Linked DNA regions of Neogale vison: region 2 is linked to region 1. The links are chromatin contacts, called in public Hi-C maps. All regions are on one chromosome and are shown on one strand. Each heading gives the region's core, a stretch centred on a gene start, on an enhancer-like site or on the middle of the called end of the contact. The rest is flanking DNA. Distances are from core to core; before and after follow the strand shown.

The links. A called contact is a pair of places that touch in the nucleus more often than the background predicts.
Region 2: a contact with region 1 is called in a Hi-C map of muscle, with 7 times the contacts expected there. The contact joins two enhancer-like sites. A contact is called at or near these places in 2 of 3 Hi-C or Micro-C datasets (fibroblasts and muscle).

The regions. Positions count from the first base shown.
Region 1 is chr2:212,525,340-212,532,107 of ASM_NN_V1, reverse strand. No RefSeq gene overlaps it. Among named protein-coding and RNA genes, the nearest start is that of HIF1AN, 20 kb to the right of the region's middle. Within about 2 kb of position 1,322, the one cell type or tissue checked has open chromatin away from gene starts, as enhancers often do. A contact at or near this core is called in fibroblasts, where this site is marked.
Region 2 is chr2:212,822,131-212,828,605 of ASM_NN_V1, reverse strand. No RefSeq gene overlaps it. Among named protein-coding and RNA genes, the nearest start is that of SLF2, 26 kb to the left of the region's middle. Within about 2 kb of position 3,000, the one cell type or tissue checked has open chromatin away from gene starts, as enhancers often do. A contact at or near this core is called in fibroblasts, where this site is marked.

The DNA of each region.
Region 1 (6,768 bases), core at 73-2,572:
GTGGGGCCAGAAATTGTGTTTTCAACAAGCTCCTCTGGTGATTCTTACACCAGTTTGGAATCACTGCCCTAGATGCCTGACTCATTCAATCCTAACAACTCCATGAACTTGGCAGTGTTATTCTACTTCAGTTAAGGAACCCAAGACATACAGAACTTAGGTAAATTGGTGGCAGTAATACAGCCAGTCACTGTAAGGGGGTTCAGGTTCATTCCTCACCCCACAGCGATGGAGCTCTTGGTGCCCCAGAATTCCTCTTGCCATAGGAGTAGCCCTCTGTACCGCAGGCTCCACGCTAGGGCAGACAAGAGGCATGTGTAGAGTGGCTCAGGTCGGAATACATGGTCCTAATGGAGTCACATCTGGATCCACGTGTGCCTGTGCCGTGGGCGAGCTTTTCCACACCTCAGTTTTTTTTGTTTTGTTTTGTTTTGTTTTGTTTTACCTCAGTTGTTTCCTTGCCACACAGAAGTCCCTAGTCAAGAGCGACTAAGTGGAGCGGCCCCTCGGGCTCCCCATAGCGGGGAGTGCGGGAAGTGCAGCAGCAGCCTGGCTGCCCACTCCGCATCCACCATTGGCTCAGCATCCGTGTGGAGCGAGGGCGCCACGGTGTGACCAAAGTGGGGACTGCAGATCCCGGGGGAGGGTGGAGAAGGACGGAAAGGTGTTCAGAGGCACAGATTTGCAGGTTACTTCACACTTTACTAACCCGTTCTCTTTACTTTCCCACTGATCCCCATTCTGGACTCCTCCTAAGTAACCCTCAGTCATCTGACTTCGGAAAGGCCTGGGATGAGACTCACAGGCCAATGCTTCCAGGTATCCCATGGAAGTGGAAAAAACCAGACCCCACCCCCCACTTTTCACCCCACCTCCAGAAGTACTCCAGATTCAACTGTTTGCTGGGGTCAGATCATACATCCCTGCCCTTCATCCCAGAACCACGGCACCACAGTTTCTACCAAGTTTCTGGCAGTACTCAGGCCCATTGCCACGCTGGCTGCTTGTCAAAATGTTCCTATTTGTCAATGACCTTTAAAAAAAGAACCTCAGAGTTGGACAGAGTATTCCAGAGGTGGCCTGACAATCTGAGAAAGCAGCAGGGTAATGGCCTCCCTTGATCTGGCTGCTCCTTTTTGGTTAATGCAATTCGTGATTGTATTAGAGGTTTCAGCAGTCACATCACATGGTTGACTCATATTGAGCTTGCAGTCAACTAAACCCCCCAGGTCTTTTCTTCATGAACTGCTGTCAAGCTGGGCCCGCCCCCCGCCCGGTACTTATGTCATTGATTTTGTTTTAACCTAAGTGCAGGGCTCTACATTTATCCCTGTTAAATTTAATCTTGTTGGTTCCAGCCCAGTGTTCCAGCCTGTTGAAATCATTTTGAATCCTGACTCTTTCATGCAAAGTATTAGCTGCCCCTCCTAGCTCTATCACCTGCAAACTTGATGAGCCTGCTGCCTTGGTCAGTTGTCAATAAAAATGTCAGACAGGACACAGGCCCAGATTGAGCCCTACAGCATTCTGCTGGAGACTTCCCTCTGGTCTAGGATGACATGGATCCATAAATCAACCCTCGCTGGGTCTGGCTCTTCACCAAGCAACATGACCATTTGGTTCAGATGTTTCTACTACACCTACAGATATTGTGAGCGTCTCGCCCCAGGCCATAACCCCAACATCATGACCAGGCCCCTCTTTCCAAAGTATATAGTGTCATTTATTTAACTAGAACGGTCGGGGATTACAGACTACCGGTGGTGCTCCCTCCTGCATGTCTTGCCTCTGTGGATATTTCTGAGCTTTAGAATCCCCGAGTATAAGCAACTACTGCCATTTCCTAGCTTATCATCCTGTGTCTTGTATGAGACCTTATTCTCACATTTAAATTCTTACTGTCTTCTCCTCTGCCTTCAAGTACGTGCAGTGATTTCCCTCCCCTAAAGAGCCTTCTACTAGCTGCCTCTCTAAACTGTGGTTGGCCTCTGCCTCCTTCTCTGGAAAACCCAAACACTTCCAACCTCATCTCCCATGTTTCCTGAACCCTCAGCAATCTTCCACCCCCCAGCTGTGTAACCACACTGCCCAGACAGTGAGCAGTGATGGTGGAGATGGGGTCAGGGTTTGGGAGTCTTGAGTCAGAAGATCCACAACCAGGCCAGAGATATCAGGTAGTATAAGCTAAAACAGAGAGCCTGGTGATCCTCGTGCAACAGAGTGAGGCCGTGGTCAAATTACAAAGGTAACCATCAGAAGTGCATAGGAACTGAGACACGAGGGGAGAGCCTAGGCAAACTGTCGGGGCAAGAAAAGACCTGGAGCTGCTCTGGTCACAGAAAAAAGCAGCAAACACAGGGAAGTCTGAACCCGGGAAGTTCTTACATACTCCCTATAGGGGTTGAAAACCCAGTCCTGGGGCCAAGTCAGATGGGCAGACAGTGGAGTTGGGAGTGCAGACACTAAGGACAGAGAGAAGGGTGGGGCCTACATTTTCCCTGAGCCCTTACCCCAGACTATGCATCAGCTGTTAGGAACCTCAGAACCTCTAGTTCAGGGGTCACACAACTCAAAAATCTATGTGGGCACAGAAATTAAACCAGGAATAAGGTACCAAAATGAGAAGCAGTGACTATAGCAAACTGGAAGGAACACCCCCCTCCATCCCCCAATGGGGGGGTAGGTGCTGCTACTCAGCTCTAGCCAACTGTTGTCATATAGAAAATGTAATTTTATTGTCCGATCTTTTGATTTTCCAGAGAAGCCAAAATCTGGCTTTTTAGATCGGAGTTTATCTTAAATGCTGCGAAACAATTTTAAAAGCTTTCAAAAAACATGTCTGTAGCTCTGATTTGACTCATGCTGGCCATTTTAACTGCTGCCAGTTGCGTGGTACTTGGAGACTAAAAACTTGGTTTTGTGATAATACTACAGTCCCTAAGTTTTTTGATACCCACAAGGGTGACTTTTGTGTACAGAAATAATTAACCAGAGATTACTTTAAAAAGCTATATTCAGTTTTCAAAGTTACATACTCAAAATCCCAATTCTTGTCTAAGCTTTTAAGTTCAGCTTACAAACCTTATTATTTTGCTTATAAAACAAAGGGGTATGATTTCATGGAAGATTATGTATTTGATTTCCTCAAGTATTTCATTTATTTGACTGAAGTAAACCTTCCGAAGTACTTAACTGTTATATCGCCAATAAATTAAGTTTATAAAAAGAGCAAATCTTAAATCATTTAAAATGCTCCAAAACTGTACACTCGGGAAGATTTCAATGTAAAATTCAAGTCTAAATAAATTACTCAACACTCTTTAGTTCGTATTACAAAGTAAACCTATTAAACCGAGGCAAACTCTCTTCCACGTGTCAAGGACTGAAAATACAAACGGCATAGGTTCCTTACAGCAAATGCAGTAATGCTGTGGCTCTCATGTTCTTAAATACGTCTGTTCTTCATTCTAAGTCCTCCAGCATGAAAAGATACAGACCTATCAAGGAAGAAACTGATGCTGCCCTGAAGAGTTTCAAGGTTGCCTTCTCAGATGGCTGAAGGTGTGAAACAACTGGAAACATTGGTTGGACCAGGGACTGGATTCTGAGGGACAGAGAAGGTGCTACTTGCAGCCTCTGAAAGCCTTACACTTACTTACAGAGGTGGTTACCCAGCTCAGATTCCAGGAGTCTATGCTCTTCAGGACCTAACTACATTTTCTTATAGAAGTCTAGAACCCCAACTGGACTACCATATGCCCTCATTGGGTGATGCAAATCCTTGGCTCTGAAAACACTTAGAAAGTTTTTCCATCTTGGCGTATCTGGCTGGCTCAGCTGGTAGAGCATGTGACTCTTGTTCTCAGGGTCGTTGAGTATGAGCCCATGCTGGGCATAAAGATTACTTAAAAAAAAAACAACAAAAAAAGTCTTTCCATCTTGAGGATTCCTGTTTTCTTTTTATATTCTTTCTTTCTGGGAAGATCGCAACCCTTACAGGTATTAAAATGATAGCTGGCAAAATACAAGACTTCTTCACAACTTTGACGTTAATCACAATTCCCAAGGTGTTCCTGGTAGAACTCTGGTCTTCGGGCACTTAGTTCACTGTCTGTCCTCCACTCCATACTCTACTCCAAACCCCTTGCTCAACTGGCTTTCCCTCTAGCACTGAGCACCTACCACCTTTCTTGAAATTCTCACCTCTCAATATCACCCTTTGTTCATTCACCTGCCCCTATGCTGACCAGATAACCAGAGTATCCGTACTCCAACCCCCCCCCCAATATTATGGAGTCCTGGCTCCTTCACCTCAAATCTCCCCTACTCACACTCACACTTCTTTAAGGCAACCAATCTCACCCTAGAAAAGAAGGAGAAGATCAGATATTACTTGTTGATACTAAGGCATGGATAACCGAGACCTTTTATGCTGGGTAAATGGATGCTTCCTAAGGGGAAAACAAATGAAAGAAAGAAAGGGAATGAACATTTCCTGGGCACTGACTAGGTAGGCACTGGGCACTGAGCTGTTTCACTTGAGGTGTCTCCTTTATTCCCAATGACCACATGAAGGGGACTATTAAGAAACCAAAGCTGAGATACCGGAAGTGATCTGACCAACTCAATTCTGGGAATGGTGAAAATAAGATTTAAACGCAGTCCATGCAACTCCAAAACTTGTCCTTTCTCACCACACTGCTCTTCCTTCTTGAGTCAAAATCCTTCCTAGTCAAATGGTGGCAGACTAAAAGAATGCCATCTTACCATTTCTGCTGCAGTGGGGGGGCGGGGGGGGGAATCTGGAACTCTTAAATTCTGTAACCCATCCACTCTGGAGAAGCTCTCCTAAACCGCAACGAACACACAGTGCTTGGTTTAGACAGCACTTTCACATGTATTGTCCCATCTATTCTGTAAGCGAGGTAGCAGCAGTTACTAGCCGGTTTTAAAGGTGAGGGGACTGAAGCTTAGAGACAATCAAGTTCAAAGTCGCCCAGTCTCTGAAAAGTACACCTAAGATTCACACGTTGGTTCACTATCCCTGAAACTTGTGTTCTTTCTACTTAGCCAGTGTCCTCCACAGACACTCTCCTGCTCCATTTCCTTTATTCCTCTGGGGATTACGTGGTAAATTCGAGTCTAGCTCTTTGCTTGTGTTCCTCAAGACCCCATCCTGGCAAAACAATCTCTGTCCCCAGCCCTGCCTTTCACAGACATTCGCGCTCTTACAAAGCCTTATGACCTTTTCCATTTTGCTCCCCCACCAAGCCATGTCTTCTGAGATTCTGCTTTGAGCACTGTATCCTGAGAAAGTAGGATCCAAAAAGCCCTGCTGTCACAGTTTCCTTCTCTCCAAGCACTAATCCTTCTCTTCGAGCACTAACTGAACACTGTTCACAGACACACGGGTCTTCATAATAAACTATCTCTTAAGCACCCACACTGAACTGAGTATTTCTGGAACATTTCCACATACACTGAAAACAATAATGCAAGCCATGTGCTATTTCCCACCTATTTCCCACAGGTGAAGTGGCCAAGACCAAGAGCTCTCCCATCCGCCCCCAAGAGCTCTTAAACTCACCTAAGTATAGAGTTAGGAAGCAGCAAATAGGGATTTCAAACCCAGGAGGCAAATCGAATGCCTCTACTCCTATCAAGACATCACACAAACTCTTGTGAAAACAATGACCACAGTGACAGTAAAGTGCGTAGGATTTTGCTCAAACAATGTAGTCAAAAACTCACTATTTGAAAACTCAGAAGGAACCTTCTTAAGCCCAAGGTTTTGCTGCCTCTGGACTAGCATGGTGACCTCTGCACCAAGCTCCATCTCTCCCGCATTTCCAGCCTGCACACACCTTCAGTGACTCCCACTCCCTCAGAAGCAGTTCTGAGGTTTTCTACTGTCACTGACATTGTGTTTTGGGTATTTTTAATATTACAGAAAAGAGATTTTGGAAGAACATTCCCCAGTGATAGTAGTGTGAGAGGGTCCTTGCGAATCAGGTCACTGAGAAGGGGTAGGGACAGGAATGAGCAAGAGAGTTTATGCTCATACCTCTGCCCTGCTCACAAGTCAACGACTAGACTTGCCCTGAGACCAGAAGCAGGACCTTCACTGGAAAGTTAGATGGGGAAGAGAGGTGAGAGCCTTGAAAGACAGAAGGGCTGGGCCTTGCTTTGGAACTGTCTCTCTGCTAAGACTTTCTTTACAAACCTTATTTCACACAGCCCTGACATGGTAGGCAATGTTGTCCCCATACAAATGGAGTTACAAGCAGTCTGTCATTTGCCCTAGGTCATACAGAATAACAGATTTAGGATTCAAAGCCAGGTATGCAAAGCCCTCATTCTCAACCACTACCCTATGTTGCACTGTACACTATATACTAGAAAGATAATAAAAACCTAGCCCAAATATAGCTTAGATTTTGGGTTAAGGAGCAGAGCTTCCCTTAAGGGCAGAACTGACCTCAATGACCGAGTAGGTTTTAAGCAAACTGAATACAACACAGCAACGTTTTCTGGGCCCAAGGAGAAGTCTTCCAAGGCCCACAGCCAAAGAAATCTAGAAGCAATGAGGTGAATGAATACAAGGGGACTACGGGATGGCCTACAGTCCAGAAATGACTTGGCATAAGCTAGAGAGGAGTTGTCTTCACCCATGAGGCTGAGGACCAAGGTTGGAGGAAAGAGGCTGTACATGGCTACAGAGGGGCTTGGCTCAGCTCACTGTGAGGAGGAGGGGAGTGGGTGGGGGGG
Region 2 (6,475 bases), core at 1,751-4,250, 290 kb before region 1:
TGGGGCCTCTTCTGTTAGTTTAGTAAACTGAGAGTCTCTGAGAAGTTTGTGCATGGCTCTAGCCTGCGTCTGATTGGAGGCCCTCCCCACCCCCCTCTCCCTGACTTGAGTGAGCAATGACTTTTTCCTTAGAGACTCGGTGTTGTGTAATAATCAGACAAAGACAACGATTTCCTTGACATACTGCTGACTGGCCCTTTGGAAGGAAGGGCTGGAGTTGGGAAGATGTCAGAGTCACTCAAAGTTTTTTGTGCGTGGGGGCGTGCTTCTCTGAACCCGCTATTTCGCAGACTCAGGATGGGATCCTGGGCAGCAGTGCTTAAATTGAAATCTTGATTCTCTTGGTAACTTGATGGCTTCGTTTAGGCCTCAGGTTGCTGTTCCATGAACTGCCTTGAAATTTAATCACCCAAATTTATTTCCTAGAGTGTTTTTCACCGTCTCCTCCTCTAGGCCCATTAGTCACCATCCTGTGACCTGACAGAGTGATTATTAAAGACCCTGTGGTTCCCTTTCAATAGATTTAGGGGTACTGGTAACTCTGGAGGCAAGTTCTAACTTGAGTCACAGTTGGGTGGATTTTCCTTCAGTCGGTTGTGAATCTTCCCTGGGGCCAGCCTCTCCAGGCCTGAGAGAGTAACACTGGGGACCTTCTGTTCTTTCTTCAAAACCAGAGAGATGGTTACTGGGTTCTTCTAGGGCTGGTGTTCTTTGGCGGAGGGTTATATTATCCTTTGCCCTGAGGCACATCACTGACCCTCTCCCAGCTTCAGTTTCCCTGTTAGTGAAATAGGGATGATGGCCAGAAAGCTTGAAGGGCTGAGCCTGGCATGGAAGGTATGTGGCACGTGTTAGCTCCCTTCCCCTCCAGCGGAGACAAAGACCCAGGCCTTCCCTCAGGGAATCTTGGAAGAGAAATTTTATCAGTCTTATTTGGAAACATTCTTATACAATTTTATCTCAAGAGTAGTTCTATAAATGAAATATTTAGCTGTCCCCCCTTCCAACCTAGTCCTCCTCTAAGGTAGGAGTTGCAAATTTACACGATCACAGTTGTCAGGAGGGTAAAGTAAATACAAGTGAGCCAGCTGAGCAGCTGGGTGGGGGACAGGAGGCCACGAGCCTGTGCAGAGAAGACAACATCTAATGCACCCAGGTGAGAATGAGGTCCGGTATGATCTTCCCATGTTTAAAGAGAAGCCAAGTATCAGGATATTTTGGCGAAAAGTCTCAAATTTAAATGGTTTCAACCAGTTAAAACATTTTAAATGTGTTTTAATGTGGGGTAAGTGAAATAGAGTACAGTTGCCTACTGGTTAGAGTCCTAACCTCTACTCTTTGCGGGTTCTAGAAGGAGAACTGTCCCCTCCCCACAGGACGGGGCCTGCCTACTCTCTGTCTGGTTGACCTCTGGAGTGATCTCTGCAGGCCTCCTGCTGTCCTGTGGACATGCTGGACCAGTTAAAGGTTATTCTGTAGAAACCTCAACCAACAAGTCAAAAGATGAGTTTCCTGCTCTTAATAGATAATTTTTATTGGTTTTGCAATAAACGTATGAAATAGAAACAATAGCAATAAACTAGCTCAACAAGAAATCGAAAGGCTCAGGCCCCCAAAGCCCTTCCCGCCTCTCCTTAATGAGTCTCTAATTTATAGACGGACTAGCAGGCCCACTTTTCTTTTTCCAAGCTTTGCAAACTTTTCCATCTTGGAGGCTTGAGGACTCTGGGGGCCGTGCGCTCGCTTACTTCCATATCCTCGCTGGATGGAAGCCAGGACAGAGCTGTGCCCGGCAAAAGGGCAAGTCCAAGTCTGGCCCAGCCCTGTTTCCTCTGACGTTGAGGGTCTGTCTCCTTTTAATTTCATATTTATCAGTGAAGGACAGAAAGGGAGAGTGCCCAGAAGGAAAACTCATGCAGAGATGGCCACAGGCCTCCCTGTAATGTAGGGAGAGCAAAGTAACCCAGCGGGGGGTTGGGGGGAAGGAGGAGGGGTGGGGAGGCAGGCGGTAGGCACGAGAAAAGCATCCAGAGGTTGGGGGAAGGGTTTTTTCACTTTTTAAACCTCTGCCCTTTATCTTGAGGAATGTGCAGAATATTTTTAGCTCACGGTGCCAGGCCTTTCCCTGGGCCCTCCATCAGCGCACCCCCGACTGCTAAGCAACACCCAGTGAGGGTGGGGATGTTGGGGGGTGATCTGTGTGTATTTGTGACACTGGTGAGACCTCCTTGCTGTTGTTCTCAGGGGCAACTCCAGCGAGCCGGAGGCCCTGGGTCCCTGCCAGTGGGTATTTACTCGTGGTTACTGGCGGTGTCAGATGAGTGATAGCTGAGTCTAAAGACCTTGGAACGCCATCCGCCAGCCATCCGCACATTTCCCTGGAGGCCTGCAGCCCAGGTTATCTGTGTTCCTGATCAAGTCTCAGAGAAAGCGCGGGCCTCCTCAGGGCTCACACCTCAACAGCAAGAGTGCAAACACAGGATCAGATGGGTTTTCCAGACCTGCCCCTTCAACGGATGGCATGACCCTGGGGGGTGCGTGGGTGACAAAGACCCCCGGCAACAGCCCCGGCAGTCTGTGATCTGGTCCCCAGGGCCAGTGGGGCACCTCAACACTGTCCCCCTGCCCTCTTCCTGCCATGCCCCGCATGAGGAAGGAGCTGTTGGGGAGTCTGCCCAGCGAAAGGAAGGGCTGCACATTTCTCCGGGGGCTCAGCTCTCTGTCCCTTTCCTCTTGCTCACCCCCACTCCCCCCTCCTCAGTGGGCTGGGGGGAAAAGACCGCTGACTTTGCAACCCACAGCCCCTGAAAGTCCCCAGCTCTGGCATGCTGTTATGCTTCGAGGACACAGGACTGTGAACTCGAAATTGTCTCGCCTTTGTCACCTCCTGGCAGGTCTTTAGAGCTCGGGGAAACAGCCGAGCGGTACAAATCGCAGCGGCGTGGTAGAGCCCCCCTTACTCCTGATGGCTTGCCTGACTCATATCCGTTTCCCTGGCAAAAAATAAGTTTTTGTTATTGCTGGCTTGGCAGAAGCACGGAAGAGTGCGCGAGGATCTACTGCCCCATGCATCACTGGCCAAATTGCCTGAGAAATCCCAGCTCTAGAACTTTTCATCGTTGGCTGTGATGTACGGAGCAGAACGGCAGCTCCATTTCCCCTGCGTGGGGCTCAGCGACTCTGGCATTCAGCAGACCTGCTCTGCTTGCAACTCCCAGCAAACGTGGCTCTCCTCTCCCTTTCCCTCCTCTTGGCCCCTTATTCCCCCACCCCCGCACAGCCTTGATCCCCCCCATCTGCTCATCAACCCCCTCCCTGCCTCTCCCCAGCAGGGCCTTAGCTGGAGAACCAGGAGGAGGCCCACCATGTCACATCCCCATCGCTCTGTGACGACTCCACACTAATGTTCTTTCACTGCTGTGAGGCCTGCAGTAATTAATAAGCATCCTGCACAGAGGCCTGGCCTCCCTTCCCCTCTCCTCCTCCTCTTTCCCGGCCCCTCCCCTCCAAACCTCAGGAAGGCCTCCCGACATCCTGGCATCTGGCAGCAGAGAAAGGATTTTGCTCTTCTACCTGGGCTGCCTGATATTTCTATGAGAGATAACTGTATACGAACCAATAATCTAGCCTGACAATCCAATTTACTGACCAATAGCGCACAATCCACCATGTCATCGGCTGTGGGGAGGCCCATAAATTAGTTCCTAGTAATTTATTCTGATCAATAGAATGGGCAAAGTCACTTGTCTCTTTAATCAAAGGCCCTCTCGGAGATGTCAGTACAGGCGGCTGTGTGGGAGGGAGCAAGGCTCCGTGAGCAACTGGGCGGTGGGTACTTGGCACCACACCCAGAACCCTGGCTTCCAGATTCCAGCAGAAGGCACACACACACACCCCCCACCCACCGCTTACCCCCATGACGGGGCTGGTGTGGGAGGGACGGGGGATCTCAGATGCCTATACTTCCTTTGGCCACCCCGACCATAAAACATTGACCTTCAAACAAGCTAATGGAAGAGGTGGCGGGGATGGTAGGTAGTAAGAGATAGACTTGAGGAGATAAGGCCCTGCAGGGACATCTTGTTCTTTCTGAACGTTCAGAGTCTTCCTCCTCAGATCACCAGGGCCCCACCTGCCCTTGGGCTGGGGTTTCTGTAAAGAGGAGGTACACAGTGCTGGATAAGAGCCAGATCATTTGGCTTTGAATGGTGATGTCATCACGGAGTAGGTGTGAGGATTTGAGCAAGCTGCTTGCCTCTCTGTGACTTAGTTTCCTCTTCTGTAAAGTAGGGTTAACAATAATACCCACCTCATAAGGTTATTAAGAGTATTCAATAAATTAATACATGATGTATATTAAATTAATAAATTAATATTTAAAGCACTTAGAACGGCACCTGACATACAGTAGCTGCTATATTGAGTACTAAAATAAACAAACACAGAGAGATCAAGGAAGAATGTTGATGTACCTCTCTCTGAAGGTGTGCCAAGTCCTTAAGAAACTCCACTTCCTGAAAACTTTTGCTCTTTCCTACCTACCTTCTCTTCTTGTTCCCCCAACCAAAGTAAACAGAGGAAGGAAGAGTCCATTGATGTTATCTCTTTGAAATGACAGAGAAACTCTAAAGGCCTCTGTGCAAGGTGCTTGGCCTCCTTTGGCCCCTCAGGCAGAGCCAGGGCATTGAGGAAAGACAGTGACTTTGCTTTAGAGAGAAACTGCCTGTTATTAGAGAGTGGGGGTAGGGGTGGGGAAGGTGGCCTATTACTAGCGTTGGACTGACACACGAGAGGGGCAGAGCTCCTTGACATGAACCAGATAAACAAAGGAAGATACAAGACAATGGTGCCAGAGTCTCACTTTGAGCTCCAGTCCCAATCTGTCACTCCCTGGCTGTGGGGCTTTGGCCAAGTCACTTCATGTCTCTGACCATGATTCCATATCCCAGACTGGAAGGAGTTGGACAGAACGATCTCAGGAGTTCTTCCTGGCTCTGACACTCGAATTCTATATGGTCAGTAAGGAGTCTGTTGGCTTCTGAATCCCCTGAACCCTGCGTTCCCCACAATGATCATCTGAAAGTCTCAGAGACCAAGTGCCATAAGGAAATCCATGATGTGTCAAACGTCGTAGTTACTAAATGAAACTGATGTCATTGATGAAACAGGGATGGGGGTGAGAGCCAGATCCCTGAGAAGAGGGGTTCCTAGGGCCCGGAACCCAAAGTGACAGAGTCCTGGATGTGCACGAGGCCCTAGAACTCTGTTCTATCATCAAGGTCAAGGGCAGGACTTCTGATTCTAGGCAACCTTTGGGGCCTCCTCGGCTCCATTCACTGGCCCTCAGGGCTACCTCAGGTTAGAGAACCGCATGCTAAGCGTGCAGCCTCACTGAGGCACAGAGGGGAAAGTAAGCCAAAAATCCCACCTGAAATTCCAGGCTCCAGTGACTGTCCCTAGGTCCCCATCCTGGCCTCTCATCCCCTCATTACTGAGCCCCAACATGTGCCCAGCTCAGACCTGGTGAGCTGGAGGGCTGGGGTAGAGCAGTCACTGAGGTGATGGGGCCAGGTTGGAGGCCTGAGGCCGGCCTAGGGCGGCTGCATGGCAGGTGGATGCAGTTTCTGGTGAGCAAGAATCTGGCACCCTCTGCTGACCCTGCGGCAGGAGACAGCTGGTCAACCAGGCTGGGGCTGAAGCCACCAGGAGGGGGAGGGGTGGGGCCCAGGACCAAGCGGCCGCTTACTAGTCAAAAGAGCAGCTCCCCTTTCTGAATAGATCATTTTTATTGGTTTTGCAATAAGCTTATGAGACAGGAACAATCGCAATAAACAAACTGAACAAGAAATCGAAAAGATGGGCCCCGAAAGCTGTTACTGAGCCCTTCTCAACCTTCTCTTAATGACTCTCTAATTTATAACAAAGTCATCAGCCTAGCCCCTCCAGGGTTCCTTGGCTCTGGGCTGAGAACCCAGGGCTTCTGCCTTCCCTATGTGTGACCTGCCGTCTCTAGGGACCTCCATCCTGTCTCCAGAAGTGACAGGAGACACTAGAGGACCTGATCCAGAGAAGTCTTTGGACAGGCTTGGACTTTAGTCACAGCTACTTCTGAGAGGATCTGGGAGATGTGGTTCTCCCCCATCCTCACCAGGCCTCTTCAGAATGGTCGGGGCCGGCTCTGGAGCCAGACTACCCCCTACTTCTTCCTCAGCCCTCTTCCAAGCCACAGACTGCTGATGCAGACGCAGATATCATGCTCCTTTCAGACTTCCAGACATGGGAGACTGGGACAGCTGGGGCCTTCAGAACCCCCACATTGCATGCTCAGATGGGATTGGTATCTCTGATGACACTGGGGTTTCCCCCCCTCCTCGAGGTTAGAGGCTCCTTTAGGGCAGTCATGTCTCGCCCCCCAAAGACTTAGTCTCCCTGTGAGGGGAGCCAGGTGCTCCCCATCAGACTGCTTGCATGAGTC